Linked DNA regions of Macaca mulatta: region 2 is linked to region 1. A link is a contact called in public Hi-C data. All regions are on one chromosome and are shown on one strand. Each heading gives the region's core, a stretch centred on a gene start, on an enhancer-like site or on the middle of the called end of the contact. The rest is flanking DNA. Distances are from core to core; before and after follow the strand shown.

Region 1 (3,883 bases), core at 1,162-3,661:
AGGCTACCCATCTCTCTCCATTTACATAAAGGTATACGTGAGAAAACATAAATTTAATCTCTATGCCGCATCTAGGCTCCATCCTAAATTGCTAATATAGGTAAACGGAAAGATGACACCTACCTTCAGCCAATGTTAGCGCTTCCATGACTTTAACAGGAAGAGAAGATCCAAACGTTTTCACATCATAGTTCACAGACTCAGTTATGGAGTGGTGTGGGAACATTCGTGTTGGTGTTCCTCTAAAGAAAAAAGTCTAATTACCTTACTTATAACTTAAAATTTTCCATTATCCTAATTATTTATGTATATATTTTCACAATAAGGAGTTCTCTGAAAAAAATTAACACTGGCTCATATTTATCATGTAATTAAATGTAATATTTTTCATGTAAAAAGACAGGATTTAGGAAAACTAGGCTTCAATTCCATATGCTCTAGTAATAAAATGCATGCCTGTATTCACCTAAACTCCTTATAATTCTGCCTCTTTAGCTGTGAAATAAGGCTTAACTAGACCAGTGTTTTTTTCAAACAGTGGGTCGTTTTGCAGATCTCAATCAATATTTTTGAAAGACAGAATATAAAACATCAGCTTTTACCATATGTTGTGGTCAAATATATTTTACAAATATTGGCTTAGATGAGATTTACGTTCTCATTTGGCTTTAGGGTTTTAAGAATCTACCAGATCTGGCTGGGGCAGTGGCTCATGCCTATAATCTCAGCACTTTGGGTGGCTGAAGTGGGAAGACTACTTGAGACCAAGAGTTCAAGACCAGCCTGGGCAACATGGCAAGACCTTGTCTCTACAAAAAAAATTTTACATTAGCCAGGCATTGTGGCACCAGCTTGTAGCCTGGGCGACAGAGAGTGAGACCCTGTCTCTTAAAAAAAAAATCTATCAGATCTGTACAACCAAGCAAGAAATCAAACAGGTTACGAGCATCAGCTGTTACATGGTCTTCAACAGCAGATATCAGAGTAAAAACTATTTCCTGCTCACACTCTTCTTAACATTTAGAATACTGTAAAGCCACCAGAATAAGTTATTCTATGTCTTATGAGAATTAAATGAGGAGATGCACATACAGAATGGCTGAGGGCTTTGTTTCTTGACAGAGGATAACAAAGGTTTTTATTCAAATGATCATCAGAAAGAAGAGATTTAAATAAAACAACATACATAGTAAATAAAGTACGCTTTTATTCTCCAACTTTTCGTTAAAGGAATAGAAAACAATGCCAAGATCTGCACTTTGTACTTTTCAAAATATGCCCAAGAAAAGTCACAAAGATATGGTGCATTCTTTAAAAACCACTTATCCTTTAAAGTACTGCAAAATTTTACAGATAAATTTTAACCATAATTTCAAGACACAATACTCGGTGTTTTCCTGCAGGGAAAAATTCATTTATTATAGATGAATTCAGACAAAACTATGCAGAAACACGTTATCTTCTAAAGTTTTAGGTTAATTGTGAACATGGTGTGTGTTGGGGGGCGGGGGGAAGGGTGTGTGTGATTTTACTGGTGCTCCAAACCAGCAGTTTTAGTAACTAAATTACCACAGTACTCTTATCTCACTTATGTAAAGCCTTTTCCCTATAATTTACCTAGAAAGTTAAATTCCGTAGCTAGAAACCCTTCAATTACCAATCATCAGATATTAATGTCAGTTGGTATATTAGGCATTAAACAATTATATTTCAGGGTTGCAGGTCCTCATTATCACCATCACCTTACATCTGCATCGTGGCAATTCATACTAACTCCTCTGGCTCAGGTGACACATATTATCGCCATTTCACAGATGAAGAAAATCACGAGTGACTTACGCCCGATCACAGCGGTAGTAGGTGGGAAGTGGGTAACCATTGATGCGAATCCGGTTTGTACTTCACTTCTGCACAAAGGTATCCACGAAAAATGCAAAGTGGGGAATCAACTCAAAAAGTGAAGCAGGTATGACCTGCAAGAGTGGAAAACGTCTATTTTCCAATACTCTGGCATTCTCTTCCGCCGCCCCCGGTTCCGAAGGCTTCTGAAGACACCGATCCGGCCCACTGCGGCCCGTGAGCCTGCTGGTTGCCAGACCCAACCAAGGAGATCACTTACCGCGAGCTTAGCGAGCTACGCCGGCCCACCGGTGAGAAGAGCACTGGAGAGCTGACTGCAGACCCCAGGGGCAGACCCTTCCTGCTGGCCGTCCGGGGCGTGGAGCCGGGCCCGAGTCCGGCCAGGGGGCCCCTTCGGGACCCGGGACCCGGGGTCCGCGGAGAAGGGGCGGCTGGGAACATGATTCGAAGGAACAGAGACTTGGACGGCGAGGGATCTGGCCGTCGGGTTTCAGCGCGGCCTGCCCGCGGAGATTAAACACCTAAGGGGAGGGATGGCGCGCGATGATGACGTCAAACGCAGTGGCTCTCGCGAGTTGCGGTAGGAGCGCTGGCGGGGGCGTGATCGTGACGTTAAGGGCGGTGCCCAGCCCGCGGGGGAGGTCGGGAAGGCGGCCCGTGGCCGCAGATCCAGAACCGTTGGAGTGCAGAGCTTCCAGGGACGTGAAGCCGCAAAGCCAGGCCTCCTTCTTGACTGCTCCTAGTTGGAACTGGCCCTCCAGCAACTTGAACGCAGCCTCTTTTCACACTGGTAGTTCCTGAGACTCTTGTGAAATGAAAGATGTTCCTCAGTCCAAGCTGAGGACGGAGAAAAGCCTTTTGTAAAGCTGACACTGGTATCGCACTGTGATATTTGCTGTTTTCTAGGTTTGCCATTTTCCCATTCAACTTTGCACAGTTTCTTCCACGCTAATGACGCCATAAATCCGTGTCTCTAACCTGGATCCAGCTCAAAACCCCCAGACCCCTATCAAATCAGCTCCCTAGGGGACACATTCACCTGTAAGTCTTGCGGACTCCTCACAATCCGCTTATGAAAAGCACATTCATGTTTTCCTTTTAGGACCCCTCTTCTACCACCATCTCTGTCCCAGCTTGGTAAGACTGGCCAGTTGTCCAAGGCAAAGAGAGGAGTTCTATCTGCAGTCATCCCTCACACTTACCTCCACCCTAAGATCCTGGTATACGTTGTAGCTCCTACGTATCTGTATTAGATCACACATTTGCACCGCCTCTGCCCTGGTTCTGGTACTTTTCTTCAACCACTGCGTAGCCTCTTTACTGCCAGCGGGAGGGAGTGGGAGAGACGAGAGACGGGGAGATGGTTCCTTACCTGTGTCTAGTCTGACTCCACTCTATCTTCTCAGTGCCAACCCAATGAATTAAGGCAAACCTAATGCTGCTCTTGGGCCTGTAAATGCTTCAGTGGCTGACCATTGCCAGTAGTTATTTGCTAAGCTCCTTTGCAAGGTCTTATGTGATCTAAGGTTGGCTTTTCTGTCCGTGTTGTACTTCCACCACTTCCCACTTGTACTCCACATTCCAAGAACTTAAAAACCCAAATCCCCCTCCATTGCGCATGTACATGTTTCACCTGGAATGCACTCTGTGCCTTGTTGGTCCGGAAGGCGCCTACCTTACGCATCAAGTCAGTTCTGTGCTGCCTTCTCAGTGAAACCTTCCACAGGATTAGATACCCCTTATCCTTTTTGTCCTCTCTGCTCCTTTGTGTAGACTGTATTTTTATCCTGCATAATAGTTTGTTTTCATAACTGTCTCTCAAGTACCTCCTTGTAAATGTCTTTTAAAAGCAGCAGGAGCAGTGACTTTGTTACCTTTGTGGCACACAGTAACAGACATATAGTAGACTTTCATTCAACACGTGTTGAAATAAGGGGATGGTTAAGTAAACATTGATGTATCCACATGTGGGAGACCACAGTGTGGGTGTCAGTTGTTGACATTCCCCTGGGAAGCCAGTCAT
Region 2 (3,734 bases), core at 1,025-3,524, 240 kb before region 1:
GTATCAGATATTTGAAGGACCACTGACCTGGAAAAAAGTGGGATCTAGTTTCAGCTCAAAAAAATCCTTCTCCATAATTACATTTCCCTTAGACAAATCTCCAACATGTCTAGGCTTTTGTATATCTGTTTTTACTCTGTCACAAACCTCCCCCAAAGAGAAAGGAGATGATAACTGGAGAAAACACAAATTAATTTTGCAATAATTTTTTCTTCCATATAATCAGCAGTGCCTCAGAATCAAAGCAGTCTCTAAAAACATTTTGAAGAAATTTGTTTTCTTTCAAAGACCCAAAGTTAGTAAGATGCAAAGAACCTTCCATAGTATCATTCTAGGATACTGAACTGAACAGCTCCTTCAAACCTCACCCTTGCATATTTCTTCTTCCAATTGTGATACTGCAGTTACATTTGCAAACTAAATGGTCTCTTTAGGTGGTTTTTCCAAAACAGTCTTTCCCAAAGGCCTACCTAAGTCTTCATTTTCCACAAAGTAGAAAACTGCCCACAGCTTTGAAGTGGCAGCACTTCAAAACACCTTGTCCAGGTTTCAGGGATCTCTGGTCCAGTTTCAGTCAATAACACTATCACTGCAGCTCACTGACTTCTTTCTTGTACATAGTGGTTTTTCGCAGGAAGAAAACATCTAACGAATAGGAAAGATTTCAGGTGATGCTGTTTTCTTCCCACTTCCTGGGATCACTGTCTTTCCTCTGAAATGGTTTTAATCAGAACCAATCTACTATACTCAGGAGCCTAAATCAAACACAACATGCAGAGAACCAAACAAGAAAGCAAAAAATGATCTGAGCCATTGAACAAGAAATATATACAAAACAATTTTAGGAAATTGCAGCTCTCACAACCTTTCACCATGGGGCCTTCTCTGTGGTTTAGAAAAAAAACTGCATTTATTTGTTATTAGGATGGGAAAGAAGAGAAAAATACCGACCCAAATAGCCCCTGGGGAAGAGGGAAGCTCTGATGCCAATGTGGAGGATGGAGCCAAATTGACTCAGGAAAAAAAAAAAAAAAAACTTTGTACTGGCATTTTCCACACAGTCCAGGTCACTTGGGAGCTTAGCCAGGGATATTTTGAGCATTCGACAACCTATTGTGAACAAGGTTGGGAACTATGAGGCGCTATGTGGCCCTGATCAAGCTCAGATGGGCCAAATCCTCAACCAAAATTCTCTTTCCCATAAATGTTTATCTCTACATTTCCCACAGAAGGGGATTCTAACTCAGTTTTGCTTCTGAAACCAAACTATCCAAGGCCAGGTGAGATGATTCACGCCTGTAATCCCAGCAACTTGGGAGGCCAAGGAGGGAGGATGCTTGAACTCAGGAGTTCAAGACCAGCCTGGGCAACATAACGAGACCCCATCTGTACAAAAAATTTAAAAATTGGCGTGGTGTGGTGCTGTGTGCCCCTAGCCTCAGCTACTCAGGAGGCTGAGGTGGGAGAATCGACAGGGCTGCGCTGACAAGAGCCAGACCCTGTTAAAAAATAAAAACAAAAAAACTCCTAAATTTGGAAACACATCCCCAGCTGGGGGCCAGGAGATAGTTCTCAGCCGTAATCCAGAACCCTCTAAAATGGGATGTGGAGAGGCTGCTGTCTGTAGTCTTGCGATGACCCTTCAGCATCTGGGCATCTTGAGCTTCTGTCATTCTGCCCACACCTGCTCAGCTCCATTCAAGAGGGCCGGGCAGTTTGGAGTGAAAGCTTAGCTTCCCAACGGGTAAATGAACCCGCCTCCCATTCACAGGGCGGCCTCTGGCTGGACACCTGGGGCCTACTGCCCCCTTGTTACACATTAACCAAGTTCTGGCCTCGATCGTAACTGCGTCAGGGAAGTTTCTTCCTGGCTGACAGCCTCAGATGATGACCGAAGACAATGTCTTTAACTGAGACGGGCCAGTGTGGCAAATGGACTGCTTTCCTCCCCAGTGCAGGCACCTTCCTCCTCTGTTCGGTAACTGGACCCCACTGTCCCCAGCCCTCTGTCACCCCCAAACCTGCCCACCGCCTGCCTCTACCCGGCCTTCCCTGAGGGAAATCGGGACTCAGCCCGCAACGCCCCCACCCGCCGCTCGCCCAGCCTCGGCGCACACAGCCAGGGGACCCAGCCCGCGCACGTGCTTCCGGCGCGCGCCGAAGTCCCCATGCGCCCCGCCCCCGCCTCCCCGTGCGCACGCGCGAACGCGGCGTGGGCCGGGCCTCGGGTAGCCCATCTCCTCTTCCTCCTCGCGGTCGCGGCCGGACGGAGGGTGGAGGTCCCTGCGCCTGCGCGGAGCTGGAGTCCGGCTGGGCCGCAGCCGCTGGGAGGCCGGCGGTTGCCGTGGGGACCGGTCGGGCCCCTCCCTCCTCCGGTCTCCCGCCCCAGGTTCTTCCCCAGCGAGACGCGCCAGCGGACCGCGGGCGAGTGCAGCCGGTGACCCGGCGAGAGGCGGCGCCGCTCCCAAGATGTCGCAGACGGCCATGTCCGAAACCTACGGTACGAGGCCCGGGCTGGCTGGGCGCGCGGATTGGGCCGCGGGGGGCGTCGCCGGCGCGGGGCCGGGCTTGGGCTGCGGGGGTCTTGAGGGTGGCGGTGGCGCCGGCCGGAGCCGTGGGACGGGTCTCGGAAGTGTCTGGGCCTAGGACCGAGATGGGGGACGCGGGCCGCAGAGAGCTCGGGTGGGGTAGCGGGTGCGCCGGGCGCGGGCGGGGCTGTGCACAGCGCATTGGAGTGATCCGCCTTTTCAAGTTTCCTCTTGCTCTTTCTCTGCGCCTGCACTGTTAGCGCTTTTCCCCTCTCAGTCTAATGTAAATAACTGAAGGTTTGGAAAGCCAGCTTGATGTTCCGTTTCAGCTGCTATATTATCCCCAGCGAGCCGTGTGAAGGGCTTAGGGCGACGCCTGTGTTCCTCAAATACTTAAGTTTGACCTTTCCTGGTTTGGAATTCCTTGCTTTACATTGGGATTACGGTGAGGAGTTTCTGATAGACTAATTCATCTCTTCCTCCGGAGACCTCTTCGTTTATTTCTCCCTCCCTCTCAGTGTTTTTTAGTCTTTTCTGAGTTGCATTTTGGCTATTTATAAACATGCCTTGTATCCTTAAGACAGTAAGCACCTTGGAAGCAAAGCCTTGGCTGTTTAATCTTTGTTTCCCCTGCAGCACCCAGACCTGGAGGTGCTCGACAAATACTGTTTTGAATAAGCGAAAGCTTTCCCAGTGCATATACTGTGTGGTGTTTTTTTTTTTTTTTTTTTCCTCCCCTTTTTTGGCCTTGCGTGGTAAGAATAAACAACTTGTACTTTCTTTCAGAGTTGAATATTAATAGATGTTTACCAGTCCCTAATCAGTCTTTCAGATGTGTGTATTCTCAGATTAAGACTTTGATTTGGAGTTTTACAGTCCCAGAGAGAGGCTCAAGTTCAAAATTACATACCTCAAGCCAAATTAGTCCTGTCTCCATCTGTCCTGGCGTGCTGCCTCCTTCTCGGCAACAAATACTGTGGAATGGCATCAGGGAAGCGGGCACCGTGCTGGGAGGGCTGTAAGTCCTGCAGAAAGACAGCAGACACGGCTCTAGTCTCATGGAGCGTACCGTCTATTGAGGGAATGCAGTATTCATCCAATTGTGATACTAATGAGTGAATAATTAAAAACCAGCCAAGAGTTCTTAAGGAGTGTGGTCCGTGAAAGTGTGTTAGAAAGAAAGGTGACCCAGACAGGGGGTGTCGG

The links. A called contact is a pair of places that touch in the nucleus more often than the background predicts.
Region 2: a contact with region 1 is called in a Hi-C map of liver, with 2.2 times the contacts expected there. The contact joins the promoter of RAB4A here to the promoter of NUP133 in region 1. A contact is called at or near these places in 4 of 14 Hi-C or Micro-C datasets (CD4 T cells, cortical neurons, fetal cortex germinal zone and 1 more).

What each region holds. Positions count from the first base shown.
Region 1 is chr1:19,536,908-19,540,790 of T2T-MMU8v2.0, reverse strand. It overlaps NUP133 (nucleoporin 133), which reads right to left and starts at 2,411. Exons shown (of 26, transcript XM_015125805.3): 1 at 2,120-2,411; 2 at 124-242. The coding sequence starts at 2,301.
Region 2 is chr1:19,776,092-19,779,825 of T2T-MMU8v2.0, reverse strand. It overlaps RAB4A (RAB4A, member RAS oncogene family), which reads left to right and starts at 2,274. Exons shown (of 8, transcript NM_001257551.1): 1 at 2,274-2,500. The coding sequence starts at 2,470. LOC114678945 (a long non-coding RNA gene) reads right to left here and starts at 2,284. Exons shown (of 3, transcript XR_013416086.1): 1 at 2,106-2,284; 2 at 1-755.